Regions from separate parts of the Mus musculus genome. Here all the other regions are linked to region 2. The links are chromatin contacts, called in public promoter capture Hi-C maps. All regions are on one chromosome and are shown on one strand. Each heading gives the region's core, a stretch centred on a gene start, on an enhancer-like site or on the middle of the called end of the contact. The rest is flanking DNA. Distances are from core to core; before and after follow the strand shown.

Evidence for each region. Promoter capture Hi-C pulls out the DNA fragments that hold promoters and counts their contacts.
Region 1: a promoter capture Hi-C map of neutrophils shows a contact between it and region 2, with 4 times the contacts expected there. The contact joins the promoter of Fam193a here to the promoter of Supt7l in region 2. A contact is called at or near these places in 1 of 39 promoter capture datasets (neutrophils) and 1 of 9 other capture datasets (liver).
Region 3: a contact with region 2 is called in a promoter capture Hi-C map of liver, with 5 times the contacts expected there. The contact joins the promoter of Tnip2 here to the promoter of Supt7l in region 2. A contact is called at or near these places in 2 of 39 promoter capture datasets (both in liver) and 2 of 9 other capture datasets (adipose tissue and liver).

What each region holds. Positions count from the first base shown.
Region 1 is chr5:34,367,452-34,371,386 of GRCm38.p6, reverse strand. It overlaps Fam193a (family with sequence homology 193, member A), which reads right to left and starts at 1,454. Exons shown (of 21, transcript NM_001243123.1): 1 at 960-1,454. The coding sequence starts at 1,181.
Region 2 is chr5:31,524,326-31,528,040 of GRCm38.p6, reverse strand. Supt7l (SPT7-like, STAGA complex gamma subunit) reads left to right here and starts at 1,279. Exons shown (of 5, transcript NM_028150.2): 1 at 1,279-1,426. Slc4a1ap (solute carrier family 4 (anion exchanger), member 1, adaptor protein) reads right to left here and starts at 1,046. Exons shown (of 14, transcript NM_001347328.1): 1 at 357-1,046. The coding sequence starts at 1,019.
Region 3 is chr5:34,511,945-34,515,892 of GRCm38.p6, reverse strand. It overlaps Tnip2 (TNFAIP3 interacting protein 2), which reads left to right and starts at 1,914. Exons shown (of 6, transcript NM_139064.2): 1 at 1,914-2,274. The coding sequence starts at 1,996.

The DNA.
Region 1 (3,935 bases), core at 205-2,704, 2.8 Mb before region 2:
CCTTCCCCTTCCAGCAAAAGCAAAGGCGACCCACAAAGTCCCAAAATGAAAAATCACAACCTCATTTTAAACTAGAGCTGTCCAGAGTCAAGAAAAAGGCCAAACTCTGGAAACTCAAACCCAAGGACAAACCCCAGATGCTAAACAAATGTAACAATACTCCGCGAAGAAAGCTCCCAAAGTTGCACCAAAACTGCAGAGAACACCGGGAACAAATAAGGAAAACTTAAGTATTTATCCATTACTGTACTTTCTTGCAACAACATGAGCATCAAAACCCATGCCCATCCCCAACAATTTTCTCAACTGCTCTCAATACATACTGTGCCAACACAATATTCCGAATCTCATTAAAAAAAAAAAAAATCTGCCTCATGACTTGGCACACAAATACCCCTTAAAGCTTTGGTTTCTTCACTGTGGATGTCTTTTTAAAAGAAGATAACTTGTTTTAGCAACCTTACAAGAACGCAACTTGAGAGAAACCCATAATCATTCGGTGGCCAATCCAATCTATAGAACCGATTATGCCAACTGCATCCCACGTACCAGCACTATCTTCTGAAACAGAATAAAAGAGACAGCGGTCCATCCACAGCATGCCTGCGTAAGTAAACCTGAAAAAATAGTTACCCCAACCCTTGCGACTATCCTCAGCTGACACTCCTGAGGAAAGAGACCCCGGCGGCTCCCGAGAGCTTACAGCAGCAGGCACAGAGGGCAAGACAGCCGCGCCCGTGGTGCGCCAGGCGGTACCCAGAAACTTCTAGGGGGCACTTTTCAAGGCCACAGTCGGTGTGCCTCGGGGGTCCCGCCGGCGCCGCCCTCCCTCCGCCGCGCTCGCGCCCGGGAGGAGCTGTCAGCTAGGCAGGCGCCGGCCCGTTATCCGCCGGCCGCGCCCGCCCGGCCGCTCGTGAGGGGGCGGCGGCCGCTCCCGCCCGCGGACCCCTGCTGCTTACCTCGAAGTAGCCTCCGGCGGCACCGCCCGCACCCGCGCCCAGAGGCCCGTGGGCCGCCGCGCCGCCCAGCAGGCCCGCCGCGCCGGGGCCCGGGGCCTGGGGGCCGCGCAGGGCCGCCGCCGAGCCGGCCTTGCCGCCCGAGCCGCCGCCACCCGAGCCACCGCCGCCGCCGCGCTTGTTCTTCCGGCGCTTGGCTCCGCGCTTAGCGTCGGCCGGGCTCATGGCGGGAGTGAGGGACGGAGGACGGCGGGCGGGGAAGGGGCGCGGGCGGGCGCCGGGCCGCGGGCGGCGGCGGCAGCGGCGGGCAGGCGGAGGCGGCGGCGGGCGCTGCGGCCGGCCGGGCGGGGGGCGCGGCGCGGGGTCTCCTCCCGGGCTGGGAGGGCGGGGCGGACGGGATCTGAGGGGCAGCTGCTGGCGAGAGCGACGCGAGTCCACCGGGCCCGGTGCCGCCGCTGACCAGAGTTAAGAGTCCAATATGGCGGACACAAGGGGAAAGGGATCCCAGTTTACGTCGGGGGAGGGGGGAAGCAGCGGCAGGGGGAGGGGCGCGGGCGGCCGCCCCCCGCACTCCGCCCTCCCGGGCGGCGCGCCCCTGGCCTGGGACCCCGCCCCCGACGCCACGCGCGAGGCATGCCGGGAGCTGTAGTTCCAGCCGCCCGCGGCTCCGCCCGGGCGTGTGGGGCGGGACCACGACTCCCGTAGGGCCACGCGCAGTTAGTCGTGCGGGGAGAGGGTGTGCCTAGGGTGACGTCCGGCGCCGCGTGGCCCTGTGGAATCTGTAGTCCGCGCACGGACGGAGCTGGAGGCGGGCGGGGTCCAAGAGGGTCTCGCAGTTCCAACTCTGGCGGTCTCTCAGTTCCTTTAGTACAGCCTCCTGCCAAAGACCCAAGCTCTTGCCCTGCTCGTAGTGGGCCCTGCTGACTTTGGCCCAGTCCAGGTTCGAGCGTGCCCCTTTCACCTGTCGCTGTGTGACCTTGGCCTATGCCAGGGCCAGTGGAAAGAGGGCCGGCATCCGCCGACTGGTAATTCACTGCATCTGCGCTGACAAGGCCTGCAGTAAGCAGGAGCCTGCCTCACTCCTTCCTCGCTTCTCTTTAAAGTCTCCATACTTAAAGGAGCGCTTCCTCAGGCCATCGCCCATGCTATTCATCACTTTCCATTCACCACATACCAGGAGGACTTTAGTTCAGGACAGAAGTCTGGACCACTACCTAGAAACCTTGTTCCTTGGCGCCCTGCTTATCGCCTATAGGTACAAGGACCCAAACCAAAGGTTTCCCGCAGTTCATACCTATTTTTGATTCCATCAGTGGAACCAAGTGCTATCTGTTGAGATTAGCATTGCGACATACAGACATGCGCTCCTGAACCATCTCCTATTACCTCCTAGTTAGTCATTCTGGCCCAATTCAGCAATTCTGACCCATTTTTCACCCCAAACCTGAGCAGCCCAATGTGATGAACCCCGTTTCAATGACTAACTTCCCAATAGAATGAAGGTCCCTCACCCAAACAGGTCTTGGATAGCTCTGATATTAAAGTGTAGTAGGATGCCAGGCTAAATCTCCCTCAGTACTCCATAGGTGGGCAGTGTCAGGACCGCCCCTTCCCTCCATTTCATCTAAGGAGTCCAGTTGAATGCCTCCCTACTTCCATAACCACTTTGCTTTCTTCTGTTCTTGGCACATTGGCATGGAGTTGAAATTTTTAAGTGTCATTAGTATCCTAGAGGGCACAGGATATAGAAGTGCTTGCCTCCACCATAATCCCAACCCCTTGCAGGCACAGGGCTGGGCATGCAGCACTCCAGTAATTGCTAGGTGAATGAATGACCATTTGTCCAGCAGTGCAGTCATTCTCTGTCAAATCTCCATTCACACATACACTCTCCTGAGAGGTGCTATTAGTCATAGTCTATGGATAAGAAACAGGTTTATAGGTGCTAAGGATGTTGCCCAAAGCCACTCTAGTTTTCAGAGGCAAGGCCCAGATTCTAGCTCAGGTATAACTTTGGGCACCAACATAAGTGTATGTACAAAGACACTTTGTTTCTAGAGCAAATGAATTCACAGAATCTCTAAGCTTCTATAAGGAGGCCGAAGAGGGTTTTTTTTGTTGTTGTTGTTTTTGGTTTGGTGTTTGTTTTGTTTGCTTGGTTGGGTGAGTTTTTGGTTTGGTTTTTCGGTTTTGCTTTTGTTTCAGTTTTTCAGACAGCATCTCACTGTATATTTCTGGCTGGCTTTGAACTTGATATGTAGACTATACTACTCAGAGATCCTCCTGCCTCTCAGCCTTCCATGTTCTGGGACTAAAAGTGTGTGCCACCACCAGCTTCGTTTTATTCTAACCACCTGGGAGAGCCATGGAAGGCTTTTAAGCAGGGAATGCCATGGAGATGCATACTTCGTTTTATATATTTTAATTAAATTTGAATAAGTGCTTGCTTGCCTGTATGTATATGTACCACATGTATACCTGAAGCCAACAGAAGGCAGAATATCATATACATAATATATAGTGTTTTATTATGTAATATATATGTTTATATTATATATTATACTTAAAATATGATTTATATGTGTAATATATAATAATACATATATGTGTGTGTGTGTGTAAAATGGCACATGCTTTTTATCCCAGTAGTCAAGAGGCTGAGGTAGGCAGATCTCTGTGAGTTTGAGACCACGCAGATCTACAGAGTAAATTCCAGGACAACCAAAGACAGAAACCCTGTCTCCAGAAAAAAAATAAAAAATTAAGATTTTAAAAATGGGAGATAGCCGGGCGGTGGTGGCACACGCCTTTAATCCCAGCACTTGGGAGGCAGAGGCAGGCAGATTTCTGAGTTCAAGGCCAGCCTGGTCTACAGAGTGAGTTCCAGGACAGTCAGGGCTACAGAGAAACCCTGTCTCAAAAAACCAAAAAAAAAAAAAAAAAAAAAAGGGAGATAAATCAACGTAAACACCATAACTA
Region 2 (3,715 bases), core at 30-2,529:
AATGAATCATGGGTAAAATATATACATATATGGATTCAGAAGTGAGAAAATTACTTTCTGAGACACAGCAACGTACACAGACCTGTGGGTCCAGAATGAGGCCTGTGCTTTTGTCATTGGTTACCAGAATCCTTTTACTCAACTAAACCTTAAAGAAACTCAGAATCGCCGGGCGTGGCGGTGCACGCCTTTAATCCCAGCACTCGGGAGGCAGAGGCAGGCGGATTTCTGAGTTCGAGGCCAGCCTGGTCTACAGAGAGAGTTCCAGGACAGCCAGGGCTACATAGAGAAGCCCTGTCTTGAAAAACCAAAAACAGTGAAGTCCCAAGATTTTTATTTTAGATTTTTCTACCTACCTGAAGGATAAAGAGCCGAGTGCTGCCTCCAAAGCGCATTACATGCCCGACGTGGACTCTACAGTAAGTGCGGGGTGGGATGCGAGTTTTGTTGAGGAACGTGCCGTGGGTACTTCCCAGATCGTAGAGATAAAAGCCCTGCTCATGACCCTCAGAGTCTCCGCTGGGATCCGCCCCCCGGTGCTGTAGTACAGCATGGTACCGAGACACGGAAGGATGCTCCAGACATATGTCACAACTAGCAAGTCTCCCGAAAAAGCAGCAGCTCGTGTCTTTCAAGGTGCGGGTGCCAAGGATGGTGCCACCCTTCAGGGTTTCGAGACTGTAGGGGGCCGTGGCTGGGCTGCCCCACGATGGCTCTCGGTACGGAGGAGCCCGGGTCGGACCGCCAGACGCAGGAGCTACCCGCGGGGAGCGGAGTTGCTCCACCGGTGGACCCCCGGTCTCCTGGCTGTCCGGCTGCGGTGGCGGGACCTCGGGCTCCTCACATCCAGAGTCCAGCTGCGCCGCGAGACATTCTTTCTTCACATCCTCAGAAACGGAGGGACTGGAGGCCGGAGCCTTACCCCGTACTGCGGAAGGCACTGGTAAAACCGGCTTCTTAAACTCGCTACTGACTTCCTGGGGAGCTGGCGCATCTAGCTGAGGGGTAGGATCAGCCATCCTTAGCCGGGTGCAATCTCAAAATGTGTCCCTCGGAAACCCCGACCCCTCGCTCTCTACGTTCCCGCTCACTTCTCCTCCTCCTTCCCACCTCCCTGAGGCTTCTCTGGACAGAAATGTTGGAGTTCCTCTTTCAAGACTCGCAGAGTTTTAAAGATGTGAATAGCACTAGGGAGTCACAATACCAGAAAGCGGGGAGAGGCTCTCAGAGTGCTGTGCAGGATACGGACATTTTAGGCGTTGCATGTAGGCTAGTAATAACTTCCTGTGGCAGAGGGCGATTGGGAAGAAGTGCTTCCGTGGCCTTGGTCCATTAATCAATAAACAAGGCTCCTAGGCTTGACCTAGTCCTCGACTCCGACCTGTCAGAGTCAGGCAGCCGCGTATACCACTCCTGGGGCAGGGCGGTGAGTATTTGAACTTTATTTTCTGGTTCCGGTCCAGAGCCACCCATTTTCCTGCTGCCTTGTAAATCAGACTTCCCAGGATCCTGTGGTCGGCGCCTAAGCCTAAGCCTCCAGATCCGGAGCAAGGAGTCCCTATCTGCAGCTCTCGAATTTATTCCTTTTATGAAGTTAGTAAAGAAGCAATTTATTATTGTTCATTCTTTTATTACTCGGAACAAAATATTGAGATAGCATGTTTAGTGGCTTAACAAACCTGAGCATCGAAACCTCTTTTCTTTTTTACTCTTTGTATTTATGATGTTGGCATGACCCTGGACAACAGCTTCCACATCTGAAAAATTGGAAATAGTAGTGTTAATTTGTCATAAAATTTATGGAAAATTGAACTAAGCCATAGTTAATATTATAACTCTTTGACAGAGGCCTGAAACTATACCAAGATGGCAGCCATAACAAGTGGGAGAATACAGATGAATAAGTCAACTAAAGTTAAGGTTCAGGGATAAAAGCAAATTCATGTAAATATACAAAGAAAGGAGATCTGTTGGGGGGAATGGTGATTTCAGGGATCCTAAAGAACAAATTCAAGTCTGATAAAGATGTAGAGGGTTCCTGGCAGAGGTCACAACTCAAAGGGTCAATTATAAAAATATCTCATGTTCTTGAGAAGCTGAGTGGTGGAGCTGGAGAGATGGTTCTGTGTGCTGCTCTTCGGTGGATCTGAGCTCCATTTCCAGTACCCACATCAGGGGAGTTCACAACCACCTCTAATTTGAGCTCCAGAAGGATCTGATGCCCTCTTCAGATATCCTTGGCACCTGCATACACATGGAACACACAAGCATATACTCAACCCCCAACAGACAACAAAAACGAATGTCTGTGAATGCATAGCCTGCCTGGTCTACAGAGCAAGTTCCAGGATAGCCAAGGCCTCAAAGGGAAACCCTGTCTCGAAATTAATAATTTAAAAATACAATCTTAGCAAAGGAAATAAGCTGAGGGGCCAGTTAGATGGCTTAGTAGGTAAAAGGCACTTGCTGCCAAGTCCGAATGCCCGAGTTCAATCCATGGAACCCACATGGTGAAAGGAGAGAACTGCCTCTCACAAGTTGTCTTGTGATTTTTTCATGCACACATACCCAAAATAAGTAAATGTAAAAAAAAAAAAAAAAGAAAAGAAAGAAAGAGAAAGAAAGGAACTGAGTAGTATATTGTTAGAGCTGAGGGCATTCATTTTGTCCAGGAAGCCCCTCACTTGCCTGCAGGACACTGAACTCACGCCTTTAAAGTAGCAGTGCCAGCTGCTGCTATACTGCAGTATTTTGCTTCTGTTATTCCCTCAGGACAAAGATCTTACACCGTCACACAATGTATTCATTTGATGTTTGTTGGACCTGAGGAGACATATAGGCAGTAAACCTGGAGACGTGAATTAAAGACGCTTAGTAAGCTTTTATTGAATGCTAAGCCACAGAATTCTGACTTTTTCCAAGCAAAAGAAACAAACAAAAAAGCTTGGAAGTGTAGCTCAGTAATAAAAATACTTTTGTAGGATGTGTTAAATCTTCAGCATTGAGAGAATGAGAGACAGAGACACACAAAGAGAGACAGACAGAGAAAGGAAGAAAGTCTAGCAGCAGGGCCAAGTGTAGATCAGATTCTGAAAAAGACTGGAATAGCAGTTCTCAACCTTCCTAAAGGTCTGACCCTTTAATGTAGTTCCTCATGTTGTGGTGACCCCATGCAACCACAAAATTATTTTCATTGCTACTTCATAACTGTAATTTTGTTGCAGTTATGAATCCTATTGTAAATACCTTATATACAGGATACCTGATATTCCTTAACCTATGAAAGAGTCATTTGATCCCCAAAGGGGTTATGACCTACAGGTTGAGAACCACTGGACTAGAGGAAGGAATACTTGTTAGAAGGCAACAGAAGTCTCTCAGATTCATTCTGGGGAGACAGCTCAGTCCATTGCACGCATGAGGACCTGAGTTCAATCCCCAAACCCATATGTAAAAATCCAGGTATGGGTGCATGTGCTTATAAACTCAGCTTGTGGGGAGGAAAGCAGAAACAGTCAGATCCCTGGGACTCACTGGTGAAGGGCGTGGTTCTTATGTTAAGGTCTTATTCCCCAATTGGTTCTTTATTTGTCAGTAAAGAAAGCTGGGGGCCAATTGCTGGGAGGAAGGTACATGTGGGACTTCCAGGTTCCAGGAGGAAAAGGTAGCCACAAGGAAGGAGAGAGGTCTTTCTGCCATGCTTTGGAGGAAGAAG
Region 3 (3,948 bases), core at 665-3,164, 3.0 Mb before region 2:
CACATTTTAAAAAAGACTCCCAAGTGTTAGCAGCTTGAAGCAATATCACGTCTTTGTTACTTTGTCAGGAGCCTGGAGTACATGGTTATAGAGGTCAAGTACTCCCTGTTGTGCAGAGCTTGCCCATATGCACAGGTACTGGAAACAGGACTCCTTTTGTTGTTGATTTGGTTTTTCAAGACAGGGTTTCTCTGTTAGCCCTAGCTGTTTTGGAACTCAATCTGTAGACGAGGCTGGCCTCAAACTCACAGAGATCCATCCACCTGCCTCTGCCTCCAGAGTGCTGGGGATTAAAAGCACGTGCTACCACTGCCTTCCAAGAGTAGACCTTTTTAGAGGATGGTTATCTCAATTATGTGCAACTACATAAAATCAAAGCTTTTGAACTCCAAACACATGTGGCCCAGAAGCATTTGAATAAATGTCTTTGTTGTTTGATTCATATTTTGCACTTCACAACCAGGCTCAAAAGCACTTGAGTGGTCTACTAGGCTACACACAGGAATAGTAGTGAAGAGTTAAAGCCACATATCAGCTCTGGGCCAGGGTTCTTCTGTGTGATATCCACTCCCACACCCACTTCCCCTTCATCCCACAACTGCCTCAGTCAATCAAGATGACCCTGCATGACCATAGCAATGACTGTGCTGGACAATCATTTAATCATGGAAGTTTGGATGAGAACAGCTCCCATAGACTCATGTTTGGATACTTGGTCCCCAGTTGGTGACTCATGTAAGGTTAGAAAGGATTTCAAAGTATGGCCTGTTGGAAGAGCTGTGCCATTATGGGCAGAGAGATTCTGAGGTTTCAGCTTGCCCTCTGCTTCCTGATTTGTAATCAAGATGTGAGCTATCAGCTTTAAACATCTGACCCTTTATCCCAAGTAATGCTTCTTCTATACGCTGCCTTGGTCCTGGCATTTTGTCACACTAATAGAAAAGAAATACGCACTCATTCTCTAGTTCCACAACACCCCTACCAGGTAGGGAAGGAAGCAACTGTGACCCATCTTTTCTGAGCAGAAGTTTTGGGCTGGAAGGGCTAAGAAGGAACTGAACATAAGTGAGCCAGGTCTGTGACTCCCAGTATCCATCCCATACATTCTTGGCGAGGTCTGGCTTTGCTTATAGTTTTATACTTGCAAGTGAGTGTGTTCCTGCAGGCTCAACCAGAGCTTGCCTGTGAGCAGACAGGGTATTGAGAGTAGAAGACTGAGCAGAAAAGGAGACACACATCCTCACATAGGGAGGGGACCTCCATGAGATCTTAGCAATGAGCCATTGAAAGATTCTCACGGAGGAGAGACTTCCCAGTGGAAAAACAGTGTTCATATGGAAACTGTGGGAAGGAAAGGGTGGGCACCCTCTTGTCTTCTGCTAGAACAGCTTCTAGCGCTAAGGCCATCCTAACGCGAATTTAGGGGCATGCTGGGGTTTGGTGGCTGGCTCTGGGCTCCATCATGTACTCTGGATGGGAACACCTTTCTGGGTCAGTGTCCCTCTATGAAGAAACGCATGTCAAGTCCCGGAAGAGGAAGGAGCCCAGCCAATGAAACCTGACCACACTCTACGTCCCATGTTTGAAGTCCTTTGATTTATTTGCTTTTCTTCAGCTGCTGTACCAGAGGATACCTAACCCCAAACCCTGGTCGCAGATGGGGTCTGACTCCAGGAAAATTCCTCAGACGCAGGGAATAGAGCAGACAGCACCTAGAATGGAGCTGGTGTGTCAAGAGAAAGTGAGATCATAGAGTAGGAGGGACCAGCTGTGGGAGGGGACGGAGTCAGACTCCCGGCAGTGGGAGAGGCGGAGCCAGCTGTAGGCGGGGCGGAGTCAGACTCCGGGCCATGGACGAGGCGGAGCCAGCTGTGGGCGGGGGCGGATTAGGCTCTGGGAGTGGGCGGGGCGGGAAACGTTCCGGGAAGGCTGGTTTTCGCTCCCCCTGTGTGGAGAAGTTGGAGACGCCCAAGTCCCCACGGAAGGCCTACAGCCATGTCGTCTGGGGACCCAAGGTCTGGTAGACAGGACGGGGCCCCGCGTGCGGCCGCAGCGCTCTGTGGCCTGTACCACGAGGCCGGCCAGCAACTACAGCGCCTGAAGGATCAGCTGGCCGCGCGTGACGCCCTCATCGCGAGCCTCCGCACCCGCCTCGCGGCTCTGGAAGGGCACACGGCGCCGTCACTCGTGGACGCACTTCTGGATCAGGTGGAGCGCTTCCGTGAGCAGCTGCGACGACAGGAGGAAGGCGCTTCGGAGACCCAGCTGCGGCAGGTGCGGGGCGGGCGGGAGCTGCTGCGCAAGGCGGCCTGGGGAACTTGTTGGAGCGAGTGACGTGGAGTCCAGAGATGCGCGAGGTCTTGAGGGTCGCGAGGATATGAAGCTCGAGGTGCGGGTCTGAAGAGCTCGAGGTCTGAGCATAGTGGTTTAGGGGTGCGCTGGGGTTTGAAAGGAGCTGGGTTATGAGGGATACGAGATCCTGAGACTAGTGGGTCCTGAGGTTTCAGGGTCTGAAGGGCGTGGGGATCAGAGGCGCAGGTAATCCTGTTGGATTAGGGTCTGAAGGTAAGAGTCTGGGTAGTTCAGGGTATTGAGCAGTTCGGGATTCATTCGTAGGCTCAGGGGATATGCCAGAGGTGAGCAGGAGTCTCTGGGGCTCGGGGTTCTGGTGAGCAACAGGGTGGTAGGGGTGTGACTGTTTGAGGAGTACCAAGTCCTGACGTCCTGCTGAGGTTATGAGCACTTCTGAGGGACTTGTAATAGAGGTTAATTTGGGACAGACCCCCTGGGTCTCTCGACTTTGAGGGGTACTGCTGTGGGAAACTTACTCATGAAGTTTTGTGGGGGACAGGGTTCTGCGGAATGTGAGGGATCCTGGAGTGCAGGGATCTTGTGGGGCATAATGTTCTGAGGTAGCCTCGAACACGTGGTTCTGTTGGTAGTAAGCTTCTCCAATATGTACTCATATTATTAGTAATATTATTATATTAGTCCCAAAGGGGTGTGTAGCTGTTTTAATCACTGCCTTATTTGCGTTAAAGAGATACCATGACTAAGGCAACTCTTATAAAAGAAAGTATTTAATTGAGGGCTGGCTTACAGTTTCAGAGGGTCAGTCCATTATCATCATGGTGGGGAGTATGGTAGCTTGCAGGCAAGCTTGGTGCTGGAGAAGTAGCTGAGAGCTACATCCTGATCCACTGGCAGAGAGACGTCCACTAGGCCTGGTGCGGGCTTTTGAAACCTCAAAGCCCATCCCTAGTGACACAGTTCCTCCAACAAGGCCACATGTCCTATTCCTTCTCAAATTGTGCTACTATCTGATGATGAAAAAATGCAAATATATGAACCTGTGGGGGCATTCTCATTCAAGCAACAACAGTGGGGGCACCAGGCTTGACTAAGATGGAATTCTGAGGAGGGGTGGTGTTCAGGGTTCTGTGGGACAGACACTAGAGGCTCTAAAGGACATGAGCGAAGCATGGGGCCAAAAGGGTCTCAAGGATATCCTGACAGGCATTGCCCTTTGAGGACTGTGTTCAGGTTCCAGTGTGTGTGTGTTGGGTATGAGGAGGCAGTATAGGTCTTGGTTCTTGGGTTCTGTGTTAGGGAGGTCTTCTGTGGAATGTGGGGTTCTGAATCTTGAGGAGGGTGCCAGGGGCCTGAGAGATGCATAGGGCTCCTAAGGATGGTGCTCTGAGAAAGAAGACCCATGGTTTTGGTTGGTGGCATTTTAGTATTATGTGGGAAGAAGTGACAGGTGCCAGTCTGATAATATGTGAATTCTTATTTGGCTCTCCTTGTCATTTGGTATCATTTGGTTCCTGTGAGATATCATAAGCACACAAAACTGAAATGAGTAATAATACTTTACTGGAGCAATTATTTCTAAACCTGACAACCTTGTCCGGCATTTGGAGGGATGCTGGCATTTTATTCCATTTGGTC